Regions from separate parts of the Mus musculus genome. Here region 2 is linked to region 1. A link is a contact called in public HiChIP or PLAC-seq data. All regions are on one chromosome and are shown on one strand. Each heading gives the region's core, a stretch centred on a gene start, on an enhancer-like site or on the middle of the called end of the contact. The rest is flanking DNA. Distances are from core to core; before and after follow the strand shown. Region 1 overlaps Smoc2 (SPARC related modular calcium binding 2). Region 2 has its middle 40 kb from the start of Thbs2.

Evidence for each region. HiChIP or PLAC-seq counts read pairs in DNA pulled down with a chosen protein or histone mark.
Region 2: a CTCF HiChIP or PLAC-seq map of the NIH/3T3 cell line shows a contact between it and region 1, with 6 read pairs. The contact joins two enhancer-like sites.

What each region holds. Positions count from the first base shown.
Region 1 is chr17:14,338,492-14,344,007 of GRCm38.p6, reverse strand. All of the region lies in intron 4 of Smoc2 (SPARC related modular calcium binding 2), which reads right to left. Among named protein-coding and RNA genes, the nearest start is that of 4930474M22Rik, 58 kb to the left of the region's middle. Within about 2 kb of position 3,822, at least 49 of the 459 cell types and tissues checked have an H3K27ac peak or open chromatin away from gene starts, as enhancers often do. A contact at or near this core is called in the NIH/3T3 cell line, where this site is marked.
Region 2 is chr17:14,731,981-14,737,285 of GRCm38.p6, reverse strand. No RefSeq gene overlaps it. Among named protein-coding and RNA genes, the nearest start is that of Thbs2, 40 kb to the right of the region's middle. Within about 2 kb of position 1,600, at least 42 of the 459 cell types and tissues checked have an H3K27ac peak or open chromatin away from gene starts, as enhancers often do. A contact at or near this core is called in the NIH/3T3 cell line, where this site is marked.

The sequences.
Region 1 (5,516 bases), core at 2,573-5,072:
ACACAGGGACACGGAGTGTTGGAGTCACAAGGTACAGATCAGACGGAGTTAAAGGAAACCAAATCCTTGGCTTCAGCTTGAGTCTGATTATGGGAAGAAAGGAAAACTGTAGACTTGGCATTGGAAGCGGGACACAGACCACTGACAGATCTAAGGAGTGTGACTGACGTTCTCAGGACGGTGAAGGACACAGGCTGAGGACATCCCAGGTGCTTGCTTTCCACATAGACACGGCCGTGGGTGCCTGTGCTTCTACCAAGCTCATCTCTCTTCTGTGTGAGGGCCACACGCTCACCACACTGTCCACACGTGCTTCGTGGAGAAAGGTGTTGGTGTTGCGCATGCCGACACAGTTCCCACAAGTCCACGAGGCAGTGTTCCTTTGCTTCCAAAGCCTTGGATACCAACTTCTCCCACATCTCCACCTGCTCAGTGTACGGGGGCTGAGGCACTCTTCTCAGAGCTGAGACTAACGCAGTGCCCCTCAGGGAAGATGCCCCAACTTATAACTTGCTACAGTTGTTTTCAGCTGTGAGTATGAAACTGGAAAGAGACCAACACTTCCATTAAAGGCAGAGACGGCTTTGTGACGTCACTTCAATTGCTGGCATTTCTTGAAAAACAGTAGTAATGTGTTGGAAGACACAAAAGCAAGGAATTCGGAGACTCCTGGGCACAGATGGCTGCTCTGCAAGTTACAGCTCTTCCTGCTTCTTTGTAGCTGCTGCCTAACCTATACCTTATGAGAGACCTTAGCCCACAACCCAGGAGGCCGGAATGGCAACTGGACTTCCTGGAACATCAGCATGCACCCGTACAGGTACCATCTGAGGCAGGTACCTTCCTATTCCCGTCTAAATTTTTCTCCTGCCTGGGATTTCTGTCACTTCTGGGGTCTGGGTTTACCTTCGTAAGAATCAGAACTGGCCGCTCTGTGCCTCCCACTGCTTCCTGGCAGGCCCCATCTTTGGGAACCAGCCCTTGCACACCTCCCTTGTTAACGCATCCCTCCTCTCACCACATGTAGCTGTGATGAATCAACGATTTCCCTCTTTTGACTCCAAATGACAGGATTTTGGTAGTATCTCTTGAGCATTTGTGTGTGGAAGGGTTTTAATTTGTGAATGAAATATAAATATTCTAGATGATTAAACTACTCCCTTGAGAGAGATTCTCGGGACTGAATTACGATAATCTTTTGTAATCTGAGGAGGAGACGGAGCAAGCTGCTGACCAGAAAGCTGATTAGAGACAAGATCAGGAAAAGACTTGACAGCTTACCACCACCACTCTCTCCCCTGGGGAGTTGGGGGTGGGTCGTTCCCTCGGAGAAGCCAGAACTCTCCCCAGGGCACCCCAGTTTCTCTGGGAAGATCCAGCACTGAGTTAATCAGGCCCTCAGCATTTATGGTTAAGCCAGAAATAGTTCCATCTTGGTCGTCATCTGTCGAAAAGAGCTTCACTATAGAACCAAGTGTCCCCGATCACACACAATGCCATCCAAACATTGTGAAATAAGGAGTTTGATTTGGTGGGATCTGGATTCTGTCCAGGATCAAAGACTCCATGGCTTTCTGTCCCAGCCTCCCTGCAAGGTTCTGTCATCAAGGACTGGGAAGGGAACTGATCACAGATCGACAGCCAAGATAGTGGGAGAACCAAGGAAATCCAGGACCAACAGGGCAGCTGGGATTTCTCACAGAGCTTGCTTGCCATTACTATCCACAGTGGGCTGCCCATGATGTGTCACTCCCCGGACCAGCACCAGAAGAGCACACTAAATGTCCTCTATCAGTGAGCCTCTGCCTTGTGAAAGGGGTCTTTTAAGTAAGGTGCCATGTTTAGCAACTGTAAAGGGTGTTATAGGGGTGTGGCCCATGTATTACAGAGAAGTACTGGACTCTTGAGCTTGCAGCCCTGGTAGCTGGTTAAAATACAGATCCAGCCGCATGGCAAGAACAAAGGGCTACCCACAGCCTCACAGAGGGCAGTGCCCTAAGAACATGCTAGCTCTTTTCCCAAGTAAGGGGTGAAGTGTATGCTATGGACACCATGGAAGCAGCTGGTTGGTGTGGTGGCATCTGTTCAGACAGGTGGCACTCACTCACCTAAAAGAGCCAGTGTCTCCCACAGAGGACAGTTAACACAGCAAGAATCGCCCTAGAAATCACCAACTCCACAGATCATATGCCTTTTCTTGGGAGAGGCACTGGAGAGGGCAGAAAGGTTGGAGGAAGAAAAGAAAAAATGGACTGTGCTCTCTGTGTTAGGATAAACATTTTCCTTTGTCACTTAGCAGCTGCCGATGGCTTCTGCTCTCTCATTCTCTAGCAAGAGGCCATGAGCATGATGTGAAAGATTAAGCTGGTATTGAAAGACACAGCATGGTAGGAGAGGAGAGGATGTGGCCCTCAGTGCATCTCAGCTCTGCGACCTGGCCGACGTCTGGATTTACCCCCTTTAAACCTATTTTCTCGCCTACAAAGTAGGCAGAGTGTATGACGCCTGTAACCCCAGTACTTGGCTGAGGCACAGGGGACTTTCAAATTTGAGACTGGCCTACACTACAGAGCAAGACTGCCTCAAGAATGCCACAACCACAAAGCAGCAAATGGGTACTGTGGTGACCTCATATAGAAGCAAGCCAGCAGCAACAATGTTGACTGTCCCCTCAAAGTGACATCACTCTGTGTGCTCTACACGTAGACAGTGAAGGAGCTGCCAACTCATTAGAGCAGAGGTTCCATGGCCACAACACCATGGCCTTAGTCATTGGCTTTCTCAAACTGCTTCACCACTCTTCTTGAAGCTGTCCCCACCAACACCACAACCTCAGGAGTCTTCCTCAGGACATCTCCCTTTTGTATACCTGATAGATGCACAGACATAATCCAGAAGGCATCAGAGTCCATAGCACTCAGAAATGAGACCCTCTGCTACACCTGCCAGACCTGCCCTTATTTATGAGAACCACCCCTCTGCGATAGCAGATGGTATTCTGTATGTGTCTGCAGTGCTTGCAATGCTTGTCCATTGCTGGCCCAGGCTCCAGGCTGCACCAGAGTCTGCCAGGCTCCACTCGCTGGTGGCCAGTGCTTGGCAGTAGCAGCAGTAACAGTGAACAGTGAGTGGGTTTCTTGCAAAACAAATCCAGACAGGAATACTGCAAGAACTGGCCAAGCACTGCCCTGTGGTGGGAAGAGGCTGGTGGCTCAGGAATGCCCATTGAGGAGTAAGACAGAAAGAGGAGGTAAAGGTTGACATCTCTACACTGTCTCTTCTGCCTGAGCCCTCTGCCCCTCACACCTATGTCGCCACAGGGGATCAGAAGGATGAGGAGGTCACTGGTTTACGATCTGAGGTTAATTACTTATTAGTTCAAGTAGTGGCTGACAGTGGAGGTTGGCACCATGGAAACCCGTGAAGGAGACTGGCTTTTTATAAGAAAGGAATTAGGGCTTTTCCATCCTGATCCCTCAAGACAATTGTGGATCCAGATTCATAATGTAAACAAAGATGTCCAAGCCCAGTGGGATGTCAGTCAACTGGATCTGGCAGCGACAAAGACATCAGCCACTCTGCATATCTGTGAGAGGGGGAGTTGGATCAGGGTATCCAGCCTCGGGGACTGATCAGCTACTGGGTTCTGGAGACAGCCGCTGCCTGGCTATCCTGGTCACAGGATGTAAGGCAATATGACAAATCCCTTTTATTGTATGTCCGTCTATCAGCTCCATTCCTCTGTGGTCACTGCTGGACACCTCCAGGCCAGGGCTGGTTTTGTCTCCTCAGAGCTGTAAATTCCCTGCCCCATGTTGTGCTTTCCTGTGTCTTCTGACTCACACAGCTGTCAGCTCCGTGGCACCAGTGAGAGAGACAGGGAGTGTGTAACTGTCTGCACTGATGTTTATCCTACTGTGAGGCTAGCACTCTGTGTTGTGTTATCCTACAGGCAGTCCCAGGGTTTGGCTTTTACAGCTAGTGTTGCTGTAGGCCAGCCACATGTCTGCACCACCCAGCTGTGTTCCTCCAGGGTCCATTCCCAGAAGGAAAGTGCTGGGTCCTGAGTGACCAGCTTACACACTGCCATGGGTGGTCTATTGTTCTGTCCTCTCCCTTGCCACACAGTCACCTCTGGGTTTCTGTCTCCAACCCCATGTTCTGAGAGTCCTAGTGGGACTCTAACCTTGATGCCCTGGTATGAAGACACAAGGACACCCTCCTCTACTGCTTTGACCACTTTGGAACTGAGCTATTCTTCATCGATGGCTTCAGCATACCAGGTCTTCCTGGTTCAACTAAGGGCTTGGGGAGGAGTTCTGTACTATGTCATTGGGTACAGACATAGAAGGGACACCAGCCTCTATCCCCACTTAGATGCTACAGAGTATGTTTACACATGGTCCTAATAAGCACATACAGACACAAATTCATACACACACATGTGCACACATACACATATTGGCATACATACATGTAAACATATTACACATACATATATACCATGTACACATATATATTATGTATATACATGCACATACATACCATGTATACACAGGCACATACTTACATGTACTTCACATATACATATATACACCCATGTGTAAACATGTGAATGTGTATATATACACACATATATATATATATATACATACATGCACACATATACCATGTACATACAATACCTACATATACACACATACACCCACATTTAGACATGTACATACATACATATGTATACATATGTGTGTGTGTTTGTGTGTGTGTGTGTGTGTATAAAATTCTGACAAAAATTTGCTGTCTTCTGCCCATTTCTAACCTAATTTACCCCAGTTTAACAAATAATTTATAACTGGAGAACAGTATGTACCACCTGTGTCATACACCACCTACACACACCTGTGTTGTGCACCACCTGTGCTGAACATCGCCTGGTTGCTGATAACATGGGAATATCCAAAGCATAAGCTCCCTGGGATGTGCAGACAATATCAGGGCCACTCTCACCTGCTATCAAGGCCAGCCCAGTGTAAAAGGAAGCCCACTACCCCATTTCTCCATCAGGCTGTGTCACGACGAAGGAAGATGTCCACTGTATTATGTAAGGCTACATTGTCAGTTTTGTCTCTGTGGGGTGAGAGTAGGATGCCCAATTCCCCCACATCCCTCCCCTAAATTTCAGAAGGCATGGAACCCTATTTCCCTGCCCTCTGCTTTCTCCCAGGGGAGCAGGTCTGTCTTATCCTCCAGAACTCTGTACAGGAACTATTCAATGTAAACATCAGCTCATAGGGAAAAAATAGCCCATTGTAGGTTTCAGTGGTAAAACAGTCTTGAAATAAACAAATGTATTTCCACTCTACATAACATAGAACATGTCGGTTTCAGAGATGAACAGGCTCTAAAATACAGGGTTTGTCGCAAAGACCTGAGGAGGCCACAGCCAACGATCCCGTGCCCAGTTCCTCTGCCTGGACCACAGTAAGAAATGGAATCTCTGCAGGCAGTGCCTGGCC
Region 2 (5,305 bases), core at 351-2,850, 400 kb before region 1:
AATGCAAGTGTGAATGGCTGTAGTGCATTTGCTTCTGTGTGCGTATGTGTGTATGTGTGTGCACTGCTCCAAGCATGATGTGTGTGTGCATTGCTCTAAGCATGCCGGCAACTCTTCTAAGAATCTAGTCACCATGTCTACCTGACCTCAGGTTAGGGCAAATGAAGCTTTGAATGAAGCTAAAACATCAAAACCATCCCCTGTGTTAACCACCAGCTTTCCCTGCCTCTACTCACCTGAGGGAGATGAGTATCTTTCTTAATACTGACAGGATTTTCTACAACTCTCTAACTTTCTGTATTTGGTTTTAGGTCTTGTGTTTGTACCTTTGGGAAACCAAGCAGGGCTCCATAGTGACTTGTAGCCTTACTTAATACAGTGTTTTAAACCATCTCACAATGACATTGTAAACAGAGTTCTTTTGCTATTAGTCCCTGGGAGAAATATCTAACTCTGGGTATCTCAGAGGACTCCCAGGATGTCTCAAAGTAGTTAACATGCTTACCTTTCTAGTACTGAGTGGCTCAGAGAGTCCTTGTGAAAGTTGCAACCAACTAGACATACACCATGTGGTGAGCCAGAGGCCGTTCTGCACTTCTGTAAGTATCCAAGTTGTGTTTAATGAGCCTAAATTAACTTGGTCTTGCTGTGATGATCTCTGGCAGAAATGAGGACAGTTATAAAGAAAATACTATACTCCCTTTGGGAACTTCAGAGTTCTTGGTGATGCTATTTCCTGGTTCTATTGCTTCTCTATGGTGCCAGCATCTGTAGATTGAGGAGCGCCTAAAGCCCTGCATAATGGGGCTGGACAGCTGAGTGGCATCTGTCATGGCTACAGGCACTGAAGGAGCTTTCAAAGACAGGCTTCCTCAGCCAGAGCCCTTCAAACTGTAGCCGGGAAGATGGCTCTGGGATCACACCTTGGACCCTTGACTCATATCCTCTGTACTCACAGATGCCCATAGTTTTCTCCCAGGGACTAATATCTAACTGTCTGTTGTTTCTATCATTTGGCTGCTGAGGCCTGGATGGCAGCAAAGCCTCCGGTATCTAGAAGGAATCTTCCGAGTTCCTCCTGTAACCTCTGCTGCCCTGTACGCTGTCCCCGTTCTCCCATGCAGATTTGTAGTTACCGTAACAGGCAGCAGGCTAGATAGCGGAAGGAACAACACAAGGCTTTCTCTGTGGCCTGGTATGCCTTGTGAGTCTCACTTAGAGACAGAGACAAAGCAGCCATGCTGGTGACTGAGTGGCTCCTATACTGTCCTCTTGGTCAGTAGGTCAAGACTCAGAGGGAATTTCTGAGACTGGATTGGAAAAACAGGTCAGCAGGATGCCCCAGTCTCGGCTGGTTCTGTGAACCCTGACACTGTCAAATGTGAACTTAGAGGCATCTCACAATTGAATAATTGTGAATCATGATTTAGCCAATGAGCTGATCCTGGCCATGTGGCAGGCCATGGCAGCGTGGAGCAGACTGCCAGTGGTGGCAATCAGTTCTTTTTCTCCTGTGCTTTTGTACCCGGCCTGAGAAGCCCGGGAATCAGAGGCCATAACCTCCTTCTGGCCTTAGCACAAATCTGGAAGGAGATTATGAGTCAAATCATGAATCACCCTTCGCTCATACAAACTCTTAAGTTTTATTTGGTGTCATTCCTCCTTTAACAGTTATAACCCAGCTGTTTTTTATAGGCGACTGTATGAATATATCTCATATGGGGCTTTATCTCACTCTACAGAGATCAGGTAGTGAGCTCCACTTTATCCCAGTTCAGCACATGCTGGGACTGCAGTGTTTCACTAGTGTTTCCTGATCTCACGGTGAGATAAACATACCCAGAGCCCAACTTCTTAGTTAACACGCCGTAATGCAGCTGTCATGACCCAGTTGCTAATTCTGCTTTTCTACTGATCTTTTTAAAAGCAGAGTATGAGCCTTATTCACCTCTTCGTAACATGACCACTTGGCTACCCACCCAACATGGACTAGGTTCTGATACGTGTTTCATTCTAGAGTTTAAACCATCATCTATTATTCAATCCCTCCTTTGGGAACTTTGCTACATGGAAAAAAGAAACCCACACAACCTACACTACCATGGGGAGAGAAATCCTGCCATGCCTGTTTCTCCAAGTGTCAGAACTCTTTATTCTTTAATAGTTTACACTATAGGGATATACTTCTTACACACACACACACACAAACACATGACACACACACAGTCACAGATACATAGATAAGTGCCTATACACACATACATACACAGAAACACATTTAAAAACACACACCCCACACTTACACAATCACAGATATATAGATAGGCACACACATACACTTTTAGCACATGCACACATATAAACACTTTTGAGCACACACACATACACGTGCACTGCACATTTACACACACAGACACAGATACATAGATAGTTGCATATACACACTTTGAGCACACACACACATACTCCACACTTATACAGTAACAGATACAGATAGGTGCATACATACACTGTTAGCACACACACATAAAGAAACTCATTTGAACATTACACACACACACACACACACATACACACACATGCACGCACATACATGGACATACATGAATAGGCCAGTCACAAAGCAATGTTCCCTCTGGAGGATTTGGACTTAGGTCAGGGACCAGGCTGTGACTTTAAGGCAGCTGGTGCTCAGTGTCTGTCTTCTCCTTCTCAGACTTATTGTTTGCCTTACGAGTTACACTACTGAGAACCTATGTCACGTCGCTTAGTTTTAGGAAGCTGCTAGGCAATAGTTCCCTAGGATAAAAAGCCACAAAAATCTTTTTCAGTTCTACTTTTAATATTTCTTTGTGTGTGGTAAGGATCTGAAGAGCATGTGTGTGTTTATAAAACCCAGTGAATATCTCCGCTGGGCTCTCAGTGGGATTTCTTTGATGAGGCTCCATTCACTAACTGTCAGAGCCTGTATCTGAGTTGGGTCTCATCCCTTCAGCAGGAGGCAATGATACGGAATGTTTTTCTGGGTTTTTCAATAACACTCTTGCATCAGGCTGAGAGCTTGTTTGCAGCTTCGAAGCCTGTAGGAAGAGGCGCCCGTCGGTTGTTCCCACACGCATGTCTGTCTCCTGAAATCATCCTCTGGAGTGCCACACAGGAAACAGATTGAGTTTAAACGTTGGTTTTTATCTTTTTGGAAATTTCACAGAAAAGCCTACGTCTACAGTCTGAGTCACTCCTTTGGGAGATCAAAGCAGAATGCGTTTGGTTAATGTGACAATGGAAACAGAAAATGGAAGACAGGTTGTCACCGCACAAAGGAAAGGAAAGAAATCTCCTTGGGCTTGGAGAGAAGCCGAGGAGTACACGAGATATCACAGATACAGCCAAACTGTTGTGCATCCCTGCAGTCCACTGTGCAAAGGGATTGGCTTATCTTGGCACTAGGCCTGTGACTTGGGGACAAATTCCTTTGATGGCTTGATTTTTGTCAACTTTAAGTTAGAGACAGAAATTCCTACTTGACAAGTTCACTTCATGGAAGGAAGGAGAAGAAATACACAAGTACTGTCACATAGCATATCAAAACCAACACCCCAGAGTTGGGGCTGGAGAGATGGCTCAGCAGTTAAGAGTTCCCCCGCTCTTGCAGAGGATTGGAGTTCAATTCGCAGCACGCATGTCTGGTGGCTTACAATCACCTTTAATTCCAATTCCAGGGAATCCAATGTTCTCTTCTGGCCTCTGGCACTCACATGACAATATACTCACACAGGCAAATAAATAAAAATGCTTCTTTTAAATTGTCAGCTTCTTTCTGTTTGCTTTGGGACATTCTTTTAGGAACATGAATTAAATACGATGTTCTCTGGTGTGGTTCTGTGATACACAGCTCTTCTTCATTAAAGCTAATAGGATGAAAATGGAAACAGGACTATACATGTGTCTTTTTATATTAGAGAAGTTTGAGGATGTTATATTAAAAGTGGACCATTCAGGTTTGCTTCCTGTTGTGATAACTACCATGGCCAAAAGCAACTTGGGGAGGAAAGGGCTGACTCAGCTTATTGTTCCCTGTCACAGCCCTGCCTTTGAGGACAGTCAAGGAAAGAGCTCAAGGAAAGAAGGCTGTATACTGGCTCACCCTATCACTGCTCAGCTAGTTTATATAGCCCAATTATGAATAGCCAATCTAGTTTATATAGCCCAGTTATAGATAGTCAGTCTAATGGTGGCACTACTCATAGTAAGCTGGGACATCATACATTAATACGCAGTAAAGATAACTCCATGTGCTGATCCAAAAAGACAAATCCTCAACTGAAGTTCCCTTTCCCCAGGTGACTTTAGGTTTTTAGAGGTTCAATAAACAGAGAATTACAGTGGGAACCAGAATCAAATCTCTAGCAAGGCTCCCCTCACACCCTGTGAACCACTTCTGCTAATGAGGCCATAGACTCAGAGACCCCAAACCTCTCAAAGCAGTACTCCCAAAAGAGAACCAGGTATTCAGCCACGTGAGCCCTAAGGAGCAGTTCACGTTCTAACCACAGCAGTTTGCTTCTAGCCATCATTAGCTGATGGCTATCCTCATGATGCAAAATACATCCAGGCCAATGTCAAAAGTCCCAACACTGTTCAAACATCCAGTACCTTCTAAGGAGGGATTTGATGGAGACATTCCATTTAGTATCTAGTGTTCTAAGGTCAAGACAATCTCTTAAGCATGAGCACTTGTACAATCAAAACCAACTTACACAACCCAATATACAGTAGCACAATGGATATTCTCACTTGAAAGAATCAAAAGATAGCAAGGAGGTACCAGGTCAACACAAGAATTACACTCATCAGAGCAAGCAGAAATCCTTGGAACCTCACAACTAACATCTAGGGCTCATGATAGTACCACGTGGGCTATTGATGACATCATGTGGGCTCCTGATAACTCTAAAAGGAATCATAAATTCTAGCTAGCCCATCTGAGAGACACACAGTCCAAGTATTTTATTTACAAGCTGTAAGCCTAGATTGAGCAGATTTCAGAGCTATTCTACCTTACACAACAGCCATACGTCCCTTGTTACTTGCTGTTTTTCCTGGTCATGTGCTCATGGTCCATCTCTTCTCATAGTGGCGTCCTCTTCTCTCTGTGTGACCCACCTACCTCTATTCCCTCCAGCAATTACTCAATCAATAATTTTAAATTAAGGGGCAAGGTTTGCACAACGAAAGCTGGTTGTGAGACTCTTAAAGCAAGTAGACCTTGGGATATAGAGTTTAGCATTACAACACATAGCAGCAG